2 separate regions of the Sus scrofa genome follow, and region 2 is linked to region 1. Evidence: chromatin contacts called from public Hi-C data. All regions are on one chromosome and are shown on one strand. Each heading gives the region's core, a stretch centred on a gene start, on an enhancer-like site or on the middle of the called end of the contact. The rest is flanking DNA. Distances are from core to core; before and after follow the strand shown.

Region 1 (5,532 bases), core at 1,807-4,306:
ATCTGCTGGGGACTCACTCACTGCAGTCCCTCCCCACAAGAGGTCCACTTCCTTTATGACCCTATGCCCATTTCCCTGAAAATGGGAAAAACCATAGGAAAATGGGCCATTTTCCCCAAGTGGCCATTCTGCCTCCTAAGAAGTGGGGGCTCAGGAAAGGGCCCAGGTGGATCTCAGCCCAAGTTGGAAAGACCACAAAGCCTGTGGCTTCTCTAGCAGGAGGTCAGCTGCTGGTGCAGCATTTTTCAAACTGACCCACCACAGGACGCTTTATTCAAGTGAAAGCAAAGTTCTCATAAAATAGAGAACAGAGACATTCTGATGAAAAAAACCCAGCTCTGGAGAGAAGGGGGAACCACATCCAAATGCCTGGCCTCCCCACCCCCTCCCTCCACACCCTCTCTGATACAAGGAAGGGCTCACTGGCTGCCATTCACTAATATGAATATCTGAAGAGGAAACTGGCCACTCTGGAACTGACCATGGCCAGGACACCATGTTCTGTCCAACTCTAGCCTCCACTCTGGGCAGCCCCAGGAGCTGGCTTCTGGGATGGGAGTCTGCAGAGTGAGTCAGGCCCCAGAGGGAACAAGGGCTCTCCAAGGCTCACTGGGTCAGCTTAGGCCGTTCAGTGGCTGGCACAGGAGCTGGTCCCAGACCTGGAAGGCCGGATAGCAATCTAATCTAGAAAGGTGCTCCAGGGAGTTCCCTGGTGGTCTAGTGGTTAGGATTTGATGCTTTCACCACCACAGCCCAGGTTCAATCCCTGGTCTGGGAACTGAGATCCCAGACTAAGCCACTGTACACCGAGACTCCCCCCACCCCCCAAAAAAAGATGAGAGAAAGGTCCTCCAGGCTCGGTGGTTTTCCTTAGGAGTGTAGCAGCTGAAGAAATCAATGCGTTTAAGCCACCCCAAGCACTGGGCCTGGATTTGGCCCTAAAGGTACAGAGATGCACTCTGGGCCTCAGATCTCAAAGGACTCTGATTAGGTAGGGAGAGCCAGAGCTGCATGATGGAGTATTGGTTGCAAACAACACAAACCAGTTTAGTATTCCTGGGGTACTTCATGGAATTTAAAGTCAGAAATGCAGCTGAACCTCAGGAATGGACTTAGGGAACAGAAGGGACCCAGAGCCCCTTCTCCATCACTGCCCACCTGCCCTGCCTCCTTGCTCCCTGCATCCCTAAATCCCAGGCCTTTGAAAATCCCCACTTTTTTTTTAGGGCTGTACCCGTGGCATATGGAAGTTCCTGGGCTAGGGGTTGAATCCTAGCTGCAGCTGCTGGCCTACACCACAGCCACAGCCACGCCAGATCTGAGTTGCATCTATGACCTACACTGTAGCTTGCAGCAGCACCGGATCCTTAACACACTGAGAGAGGCCAGGGATTGAACCTGTATCCTTACAGACACTATATTGGGTTCTTAACCCACCAAACCATAACAGGAACTCCCTGAAAATCCCAGATTTGACACCACTGAAGGCAGTCGGCTCATTAGCCCAACCAGGGGTGGACAGGGGAGAGTCATATTCTGGGAGCAAAGTACAGTCATGCTGATAATCCAATAGGTATCCCCTATCTCAGATAATGCTTATATTTTCAATTCATGCATTCAACAAATATTCACACAATATGTGATTCTAGGGATACCACAGAATCAAGTTCCTGTTCCTGTCTTCATTCAATCTGGCAGAGACAGAAACTCAATGAGCTGACAGAGTTGGTGGTAGCAGGTGTTATGAGCCCTGCAGATACTGGGGGTGGGGGAAGAACTGCACCTGTGAAAGCTCAGAGGCAGAAGGCCCCCTGACCACAAGTCAACATCAGGAGAGGTCAGGAAGGTGGCAGGGCCAGTTTCAACTTACTGGAAGGATCTTACAGCTTTTGTTCTGAGTGGGATGAAACGCCATGGAGGGTTGTGAGTCTAAATACGGGAGTCAGCCAGTTTCTTCTTAAAGGGCTTGCTTATAAATATTTTAGGTTTTGTTTTTTCTGCTGCATCTACTCAACTCAACTCTTAAGGGTGTGGAGTAAAGCAGCCCTAGATGCTGTTTAAATGGATGGGCAGCACTGTGTTCCAATATTTATGGACACTAAAACTTGGATTTGATAAAATTTTTAGTTGTCATTGTTCTTTTTTTCCTCAGTCATTTAAAAATGGAAAAACTCTTCTTAGCATCTGGGCTATACATAAATTTCCAACAGGCTGGATTTGGCCCTCAGGCCTTCCTTTGCCCACCCCTGCCTTAATACTTTAAAAGGTTACCCTGGCTGCTGTGTTGAGAGCAGACTAAAGCAGGAGACAACAGGAAGCTGGGTTTGGAAAATGTGATAGTTAACTTTTAAGTGTCAACTTGCCCGGGCCACAGGGTACCCAGGTTTAGGTGGGTGTCAATCATTCTGGGTGTGTCTGTGAGGGTGTTTCTGGGTGAGCTTTACATCTGAACTGGTGAAATGGGGAAAGCAGATGGCCCTCCCCAATGTGAGTGGGCCTCACCAAACCAGCTGAAGATCAAACAAGAACAAAAAGGTGGAGCAAGAGGGAACTCTTTGGCTGACGGCTACCGGTTTTTCACTGCCTTTGGATCCAAACTGAAACACTGGCTCTCCCAGGTCTCCAGTTTGCTGATGGGAGACACTGGGACTTGGCCTCCAAAACTCTTGTGAGCTCATTCCTTATGAGTCTCTCGCCATATATATGCACACTTTACTAGTTCTGTTTCTCTGGACAACACAATTTGAAACTCGGTTCCTATCAGAGATGACGGGGGGAATGAACTGGCAGGGTTACAGTGGCTATGTGAGCAGCAGCTGGAATACAGACGTATTTCGAAGCCAGAGCTAATGTGAGTGATGGACAGCCTGCTTATGGGCGGTGAGATGGGGGTCAGTCAAGGGGGAGTGGCATACAGGAAGCTTAAGAGCTGGAAACAAGAGGGGAACCATGTATGTCTCCCTGATCGATCTATAAAGATTCTGTTCTAAAAAACACCATCACTCTGGAACCAAAAAGGGGAACAGATGGGTGTGGGTAGAGGAAACAGTGACAAGGCTGTTCAAACAATGGTCCAGTCATTCTACAAGGAGGTGGGGTGCTTCTGGCAGGTGCTCAGATGCCTATATGGGAAACTCCACCTTGAGGTCTCTCGTGGTATTTTAACACATTGCCCCAGTAGAAACTGGCCAGGGTGGTAAGAACTCACTTGTCACTCTGGGAAGTGCAGTGGAGGGTGGCAGCTTGTGAACCATGAGGTGCTCTATCTGCCTTCTACAACCTAAGTATCATCTTGGCACTGAAATGAACCTGCAACAACTTCCTGTATCTATGGGGCAACTTCCCAGTTCTCAGACCTTGTCACTAGAGCCCCAAAGTTTGGATTTTGTTGCTAAAAACCTGATGGATGATTTCTCAACCCTCAGACTGAGCTTCAGTCCAAACACCTTTCCTGGCTGGGCACTTGCTCATCTGCCCCACTATGATGTTCTTCAGGTTCTTTATGATCTCACAATAAAACTGTCTACCCCAGTGAATGCCAAGAAGAATGGAACCGTGGGCCGGGGGGTGGGGGAGAGTGGTAGTGATTTAGAAATGAGTAAGGAGACAGCAGGGCTATAATGAAGGCAAGGGCTGCCCTGCCCCTGAGCTTCTGCAGCACCTCAGGGTCCCCAAGATCGTGTGTGGCCTCTTTTATACCTGCACCACCTGCACTAGTTGGCTGTGAAGTTGGGGAAGGTATGTCCTTCATATGTGAAGTGCAGAGCACCTGACATTGGAGGAGCTCCTTGCTCTGCTCCTTTCAGACACTGACTGCCCATCCCTTTCAACCCAAAGCTTTCCCTGATACCCCCAGTCGTCTGCTGGGCCTCTCTCTGAATCATTTCTCCCCAGTGCTGCTCCAAAGCCACCACGTCATCCTTTCCAAAAATACACATTTAGTCTTTCAGATCAGCATCAGGGAGCCTCCAGTCAAAAACAAAAACAAAAAACCCCCCAAACTCAGCACCTAATGGTTTTGGTAACAGATCTGTTCACCTGCTTTTTCAACAGCCTCCCAACCACCTGAGTTGAGTGCTTGAGATTAACCTCTGGTCCTTTGACCCCAGCTCCCTCGGGAAGCAGGATCAGCACTGCTCTTTGTCACAGGAGCTGGCTTTCTCATGCTAACACTCCCCCCCCCCCCATTCATGAACTTGGGCTCTGAAATCAACTTTCTCTCCCAGTTTCATTTCCACGCAATAATGTGAAACTGCACTGAATCTCAGAGATACCACTAGCCTCTCTCAACACACCTTGCCCAATGTTGCAACCCGTCTACCAAGCATGGTGGCCACCTAATACTTGAGGATCTTTGGATCTGGAGTAACTTCTCTCTCTCCACTTCTCCATTCCAGAAACTTGCAAACACACTATGGCTGATGTGTCCTAATAAACTCCTTCCACTTCTAAGTTTGTTAAACCAGTTGCTGGGGGACCATATGCCTGGGGGATGGGATGAGAAATGTTGCTTCTGCACACTGAGTCTCTCTCAGACTTAAAACTGGACACACCCTACTGGGGAGGTGAAACAGAGATGGCATCAAGAACTGAGATTAAGCACACTAAAATATATTATCCCATACTATAGTGGTTGAAAACCTATTTCCTGGTTTCCACGGCCTTCCTTTTTTGGCCAAACCTGTGGCATATGGAAGTTCCCTGGCTGGGGATTGAACCTGCACGATAGCAGTGACCCAAGCCACTGCAGTGACAATGCTGGATCCTTAACTGCTGCACCACAAGGGAATTCCTGGCTTTCCTTTCTCAAACATATTGAATATGCGATTTGATTTTTATGTAGCCAGTTATCTTTTCCTTTGTGATTTATTCCATTGCCTTGAGATTTAAATCTTTTCCCCAGTCTGAAGTGTAGATTAAAAGGGACTTTTTTCTTCTAAATTTGAAAAGAAAAAAGTTTCCTTTCATTTAACTATCCACCCCATTAATAAGCATGGACACTGGTGTGGCTGGCGCTAAGGAGTCCCTGCTCCCACAGCCACTTAATGTCATATCATTTCCTTTCCCACCACTGATTCATGGTGCCTGCTTTAATGTAATGTTATCTATTATCCCCCATACATTAGTTTTAATAACTTCTTTCTGGGAATAAAGACATCTATAGGAAAGTCTAAAAGTCAATTTAAAAGTTACCCCATGGATAGACCTAGAGATTATCATACTAAGCGAAGAGAAAGACAAATATCATACATTACTTATATGTGGAATCTAAAAAAGATACAAATGAACTTATTTACAAAACAGAAACAGACTCACAGATCTTGAAATCAAATTTATAGTTACCAAAGGGGAAAGGTTATGGTGGGGAGGGATAAATTAGGAGTTTGGGATTAACATATACACACTACTAAATACAAAATAAACAACAAGGACCTTCTGGGAACTCCACTTAGTATTTTGTAATTACTTATCTGGGAAAAGAATCTGAAGAACGGATATATGTGTATGCATAACTGAATCACTTTTCTGTAC
Region 2 (5,473 bases), core at 2,794-5,293, 73 kb before region 1:
CCAGTGGAAAGGACACATGGGTACAATCACAGGAAAGGGAGGAAGAGAAGAGAGCAGGTCTTGGCATTGCATCTCCTACATGTCAAACTGTGCCTATAGCTTAAGTTCAACAACAGCCCCGTGAGGGAAAGGCCTACTACAACCCTCCTTTAGCCACTGGGACACCAGGCTCAGAGTGTTGACATAACCTGTAAGGCACTACAAGGTGCCACTTTTAGTTTCAGGCCACAAAGAAAGAGCGGGGAATCCTTGCCTTTGTTACATGGATAGATACCATAGCTAACTGCAAGCTTTCATAAGACACACTCAGGTGAGAACTGGAATTCACAGATATGAGGCCGTGTAGTTCCCAGGCCTCTCTGGGAGTTACTCATCATCATGCTCCACCATGAGAGTGGATACAACAGGAACGAGACGCTGTGGGGTAGGAGAAGGTGGGAGGAACTTTTGGAAAAATTGAAAAAGTCAATGTCTAGACCCCAGGACAAAGAGAATAAAGCCAGAGGCTGTTCATTCCACTACCACTTGCCAGAATCTATGGTTACTTTCTGAGCTCCAGCCCACCTGCAGGAGCCTGAGACAGGGCTGGCAACTGCATGACGCCCAAAGTCAGGAGACCTCTGCCCTGACCCAGTCTCCTCTCTAGTAAGCTGGGAACTCTCATCGAGAATTTCATCTCTCTGCATCCACCCCTGTCCTTCCACTGAAACAGGTAATCCTATTTCCCCTACTGAGTGAGCTAATAGCTCCTTGAAAGGCCCAAGGCCCAAGAACAAATTTCTATCAGGACAGGGTCACAGTCAGCCTGGCACCTCATATTACAAGACATTTGCTAAAAAATAAAAGACTGAATGAACTTCATTGTGCTGATTGATAAAAAGCAGAACTGGTAACCACCTGCCTCCCTTCAACTGGCTCCTCTAACATTCAAACGGGATGACAAGCCGGCCAGGTATGCCTCAGGATGATGTCACTGTTGCACAGCTTAACAAAAACATCATCCCAGAGAGGACATTTTAAGAAATCTCACACCCAGAGAGATTAGGTGAGAAACCCCGGCTAACAATTTCACATCGCTAAGCAATTCCATATCCAGGTGGCACCTGGTCCACAGACAACCTTGAAAAGTTCAAATCCCCTCCTGAGTGGTGCTGGGCAAATCATTTCATCATTCCTCCTGCACCTCGGTTTCCTCATCTGTAGAAAGAAAATGTGCTCCATCTCCCTCTGTTTGACCCTCCAAATCCACTCCATCTTCTCTCTCCCTGTCCTGGGCCCCACTGTACGGAGCACACGGATAAGTTTTCTGGCTCTCTTGTTCTCAGCATAAAGCACCAGCAGGTTGTCTGGAGAGAGGAAGAGAGGCATTCAGGGTATTTCCTCCTTCACCTTAATCCCTGATGGGAAACTGGGGCTGCACCCTCTGACCTCTCAGGTGCCCTCTCTACACAACCATCCTGGAAAACTGGCCACTCCCCTCACCTCTTCCAGCCTAAAGGAGAACACTAAAGGTCCTGCTGTTACTAGCCCTGAGATACTGAACCATCACTCCTGACCTAGACACAGTAGTCCCTTTATTGACCTTTCTCACACCATCCTAATTTGAACGTGCCACCTGGGATCCTCCGGCTGCGATCCTGGATTACACAGAAGATACTGCCACCTGCATCTCATAAGGTAACTGCTAACACCAAGCCCTAGGCACTAATTACCGTTATGACAATTCAATGTGTGCGAATCCTTTCTCCCAATTTACAGAAGAGGAAGCGGAGGCTCAGGGAAATTAAGAAACTGGTCCAAACATATGCAGGTGTGTAAGAGCCAGATCTGGGTCTTGGCCTCCAGACGCTAAAATCTCTACCTCTCCATTTCTATTACCACCGTCACAGTCGCTATTTTCCCTACCACGCCACAGCCTATCATTGTCATTCCTACAGACAAATAATTCTCTCTTAAGAAGACAAATTTATTTCTACTGCTGGACACAGTTTAACAGTGTGGCTAAGAGTGGGAGTTCTGGAGTCGATTCGAAGTTCAAGGCCTGACCCGCCACCTGCAGGAAGTGTATTCTTGAGCAAGAGAATTCCCTCCACCAGGAGCCTCAGTTTCCTCCCGTAAAACGGGAAATACGCTACTTCCTTCACCGGGTCGTGTGAGGGTTCAACGGGATAACGGTTGCAAAGCTCCGATCGAGCGGTAAGCGCTTGAAGGTCTGGTTTGGCGGCCTTGGCGGCTTTATTCCCGCCGAAGACCGGGGAGGCGGGCCGGGGCCTAGGGACCCAAGGAAAGAAGCCCGCCGCCCACCCCGCGGCCCACCTGCTCCTCCAGTCGCTCGATCTCCAGCTGGTTCTTCTCCTCCTCTTCGTCGTACTCCCACTCGTACTCCCCGGGGGAGCTCTCGGCTGAGGAAGCCATGGCGTACTCCTCATCTCCATCGCTCTCACTCACGCCTTCCTCCTGCTGGTCCCACTCTGGCCCGATGGTCTTGTACGTCGCAGCAGCCACAGCCCGCGATAACACCTTCCTCCTCGTCCTGGCCGCCTTAGCCTCATCTTCTTCTCCCTCGGCCTTGGGCCCGGCCTTTGGCTCTGCCTCCGCTTCCGAAGCCGATGCTGCGGCCGCCGTCGCCATCTTGCGCTTCCAGTGCCTCCTGGGTCCTCACTCAGCCGCCAAAGACCCTCTGAAATAGGAGCTGCCCGCGGAGCGCGCCTGATCAAAATCCCCCTCTCTTGCCACCTAAAGAGAAACTGTGAGCCTCAGATGAGGGAAAAATCTAGAAATACAACAAATCTATGTCACTTTATATGCTTTTAGTAATTCTCCTTAAGGGTAAAAAACTCGCTAACAGGGCATGTGTTCCGCCACAACTCGGGACAGAAATTAGGTCCTTAGACAGGAAGTGGACGCCATAGAGGAAGTCATGGACAGAGCGTGATGATCGACGTTCAGTGTTTGGCGCCATCTTGAGAAGGTCAAAATGATTCTTGGCATAAACGGCTCTTACTGCCTGGTCTGACTTGGCGCGTAGTTCAGTCTCCCCAGCAACCGAGCCTCACATGCAGAGAAAAGTCCAAGTCCTCAGGGAAGGATCAATTGCACGACTCATGAGAAAAACTCATTTCCCCTTTATGTAATGCCTGGTGCCTAGTAGTTAGACACACACGTGAGTTTTCATTTTATAAGCTCCTGTTCTGTAACCCAACATTAATAAATCATATTATTAAGCATCTATTTAGAATCTCTTCATTGCCAGGCCTTGTCATATAAATTGTGTTTGCTTTTTAATAAAGGAATAGACATAAACGTAAATTTTTATTAAGTTTGGACAAAGTATTCGTTTAATTAAGCTTCCTATTTTTTGAGGTAGGAAAGTCTTGCTGTGTCTATTGCCTTTCTCTCTCGTTAGCAAGCTTAATTATGTCAGAAATTATGTCTGTTTTTGTTTGGGATCCCCAAAACACCCCGACACAAAGTGGACATTCAAAACATACTTGCTCAACGGGTGAAATAGTTGTCCTTGAATTAGTACACAAGAGATCAAGGTTTAGAAGGACGATGTCATTCGTCTAGGATCACACAGCCAGTAAGGAGCAGAGCTGGGATTCTAGTTGAGGATTGTCCAAGTTTGCATCCCAACTGAGTCTAACTCTCAGGGCAACCTCAGACAAGTTCCTAAACCTCTCTGACCCTCAACATTCTAAGCAGCAAAACAGGGCTAAGAAAGGTGGAATGGTTGATCCTCTGTGCCGCATTCCGGCAGTGGACTTTGTGAACATAAATTTGCGTCCGGAACTCCAGCCTGAAGCCCCTCAGACCCATAACCCAGCACGGAGGAAAAACCGTCCTGCGAATTCAGACCTTTGGGCTCCACGCCTCGCCGGACTCGGAGGGGCGTGGTCAAGGCGGGGCCAAGGCGCGGACTCAAGCACCGAGCGGGAGGGCGCAGGCGCAAAGTCGCCGGGACTTTAGAGGGGCGCGCTCCAAGCCGGGTGCCAACTCGTGCACGAGCCCCTCCCCTCGGTCTCGCGTTCGGCCTGCGCAGGCGCAAGTCCGCAAGATGGCGGCGGCTGGCGCCGGCCGTCTAAGGCGGGCGGCTTCGTCCTGCTGCTCCCGGTCCCGCGCCTGCCTGCTCGGGAGCTGTCAGCTCCGGCTCGGCTCTATCACAAGAAGGTAGGGGCGGGCGAGGGCGTGCGCGGGGCCTGCACCAGCCGGGGAACTAGGACCGCCGAGAGGACTTAGGCGTACTACCAAAGGCCTGGCCTAGGGACGACTGGCCGGCCGGCTTTGCGCGGCCCGGGGAACGCCACTGCGGCCCAGGAAACGGGGCGCCCCTCGCACGAGTCCGCCTCGACCAACTTTCTCTCGATGCGCAAGTGCACTAACGGCGCCTGAAATAAGAATGACAGTTTCGGCTCGTCCAGCGGCGACTGCCCGTGGGCCCGGCCGCTGTCTTTAATCTCTTGCACCCAAGCCTTTAAAATTCCCAACCGCCCAGCAAGCAGGGTTCTGCTGTGACCTGACAGCCGAACTCCAGGGACAGACACACACAGAATGGCGCGGGCTCCGGCCTCACCTAAGGCCACTGCTCTAGCCAGGTGACCTTGGGCAAGTTACTGCTCTGAGCTGAACCTGTTTTACCACTTATCATATGGGGGGGCTCTTAGCAGTCCCCCTACACGAGACCGTGCCTGCGGGGTCCTCCTCTGCTTGGTGCCTGGCACAGGGAGGCCACTTAGGGTGCTGCTGCTATTATTGTTGTAGGAGCTCAGAGCCTCCGAATGGGGATGGACATGTAACCAAGTCATAATGCTTTCATTTTTGTTTAGTTTTGTTTGGGGTGGTGGGGAGCTGTGAGTAGAGATAGGTGCGTAGTTTGAAGACTTTACATTCCAGGGGCGTGAGGTCCGTAAACGTAAAACTCTTTCACTCTAGAACCGGTTAACTACAGAATGCAGCAGATCAACACGGGGCAGAAAGTCTAGACTGGACTTTGTCTTGTAGGTCCTAGGGCTTGGACTCAAAATCCGTGGACAGATAAGTGGGCGGAGGGGACTGGAAGATTGGGATACTTACGGCTAACTAGTAAACAGACCTCAAAGTTTTTAAAACCTTCCATGTGCCAGTTTGAGCTTTTTTGCTTTGTTTTGGGTTTGTTTTTTGTTTTTCTCTTCTGGCTGCAACGCATTTGCCCATGTTCTTGTCTTCCCCAGCTCAGGAGGGTGTGTTGTTGACAGTCCACGCAGAACGAATTGGTGCTCTCAGCCTTGCAGCCACCAGGGCGCACTGTGCACCAGAGGGTTCAGGGCCCTGAAATACAGTGAAAGGACTGTTTTTATTTATTATCGCCCACAAGTGGACGCATTCCTAGTCTTGTCCCTCCTGTAATAGTCTCCTTGAAGCTTCTGGGAAACACTTATTTCTGGACCATACTTACTTTTACAATTTTTGAATGGTAAGTATTATGCTTTGATAG

Evidence for each region. Hi-C and Micro-C count contacts between places; a contact is called where the count stands out from the background.
Region 2: a contact with region 1 is called in a Hi-C map of alveolar macrophages, with 2.5 times the contacts expected there. The contact joins the promoter of ISCU here to the enhancer-like site in region 1. A contact is called at or near these places in 1 of 5 promoter capture datasets (fetal liver), 17 of 47 Hi-C or Micro-C datasets (alveolar macrophages, blood, embryonic fibroblasts and 9 more) and 2 of 2 datasets of contacts at active chromatin or transcription factors (alveolar macrophages and skeletal muscle).

The regions. Positions count from the first base shown.
Region 1 is chr14:42,146,840-42,152,371 of Sscrofa11.1, reverse strand. No RefSeq gene overlaps it. Among named protein-coding and RNA genes, the nearest start is that of SELPLG, 9.1 kb to the left of the region's middle. Within about 2 kb of position 3,056, at least 5 of the 83 cell types and tissues checked have an H3K27ac peak or open chromatin away from gene starts, as enhancers often do. A contact at or near this core is called in alveolar macrophages and liver, where this site is marked.
Region 2 is chr14:42,221,140-42,226,612 of Sscrofa11.1, reverse strand. ISCU (iron-sulfur cluster assembly enzyme ISCU, mitochondrial) reads left to right here and starts at 4,043. Exons shown (of 6, transcript XM_003359136.3): 1 at 4,043-4,097; 2 at 4,100-4,170. The coding sequence starts at 4,058. It overlaps SART3 (squamous cell carcinoma antigen recognized by T-cells 3), which reads right to left and starts at 2,861. Exons shown (of 19, transcript XM_005670755.3): 1 at 2,317-2,861. The coding sequence starts at 2,631. LOC106507249 (a long non-coding RNA gene) reads right to left here. Exons shown (of 2, transcript XR_002338860.1): 2 at 5,330-5,473.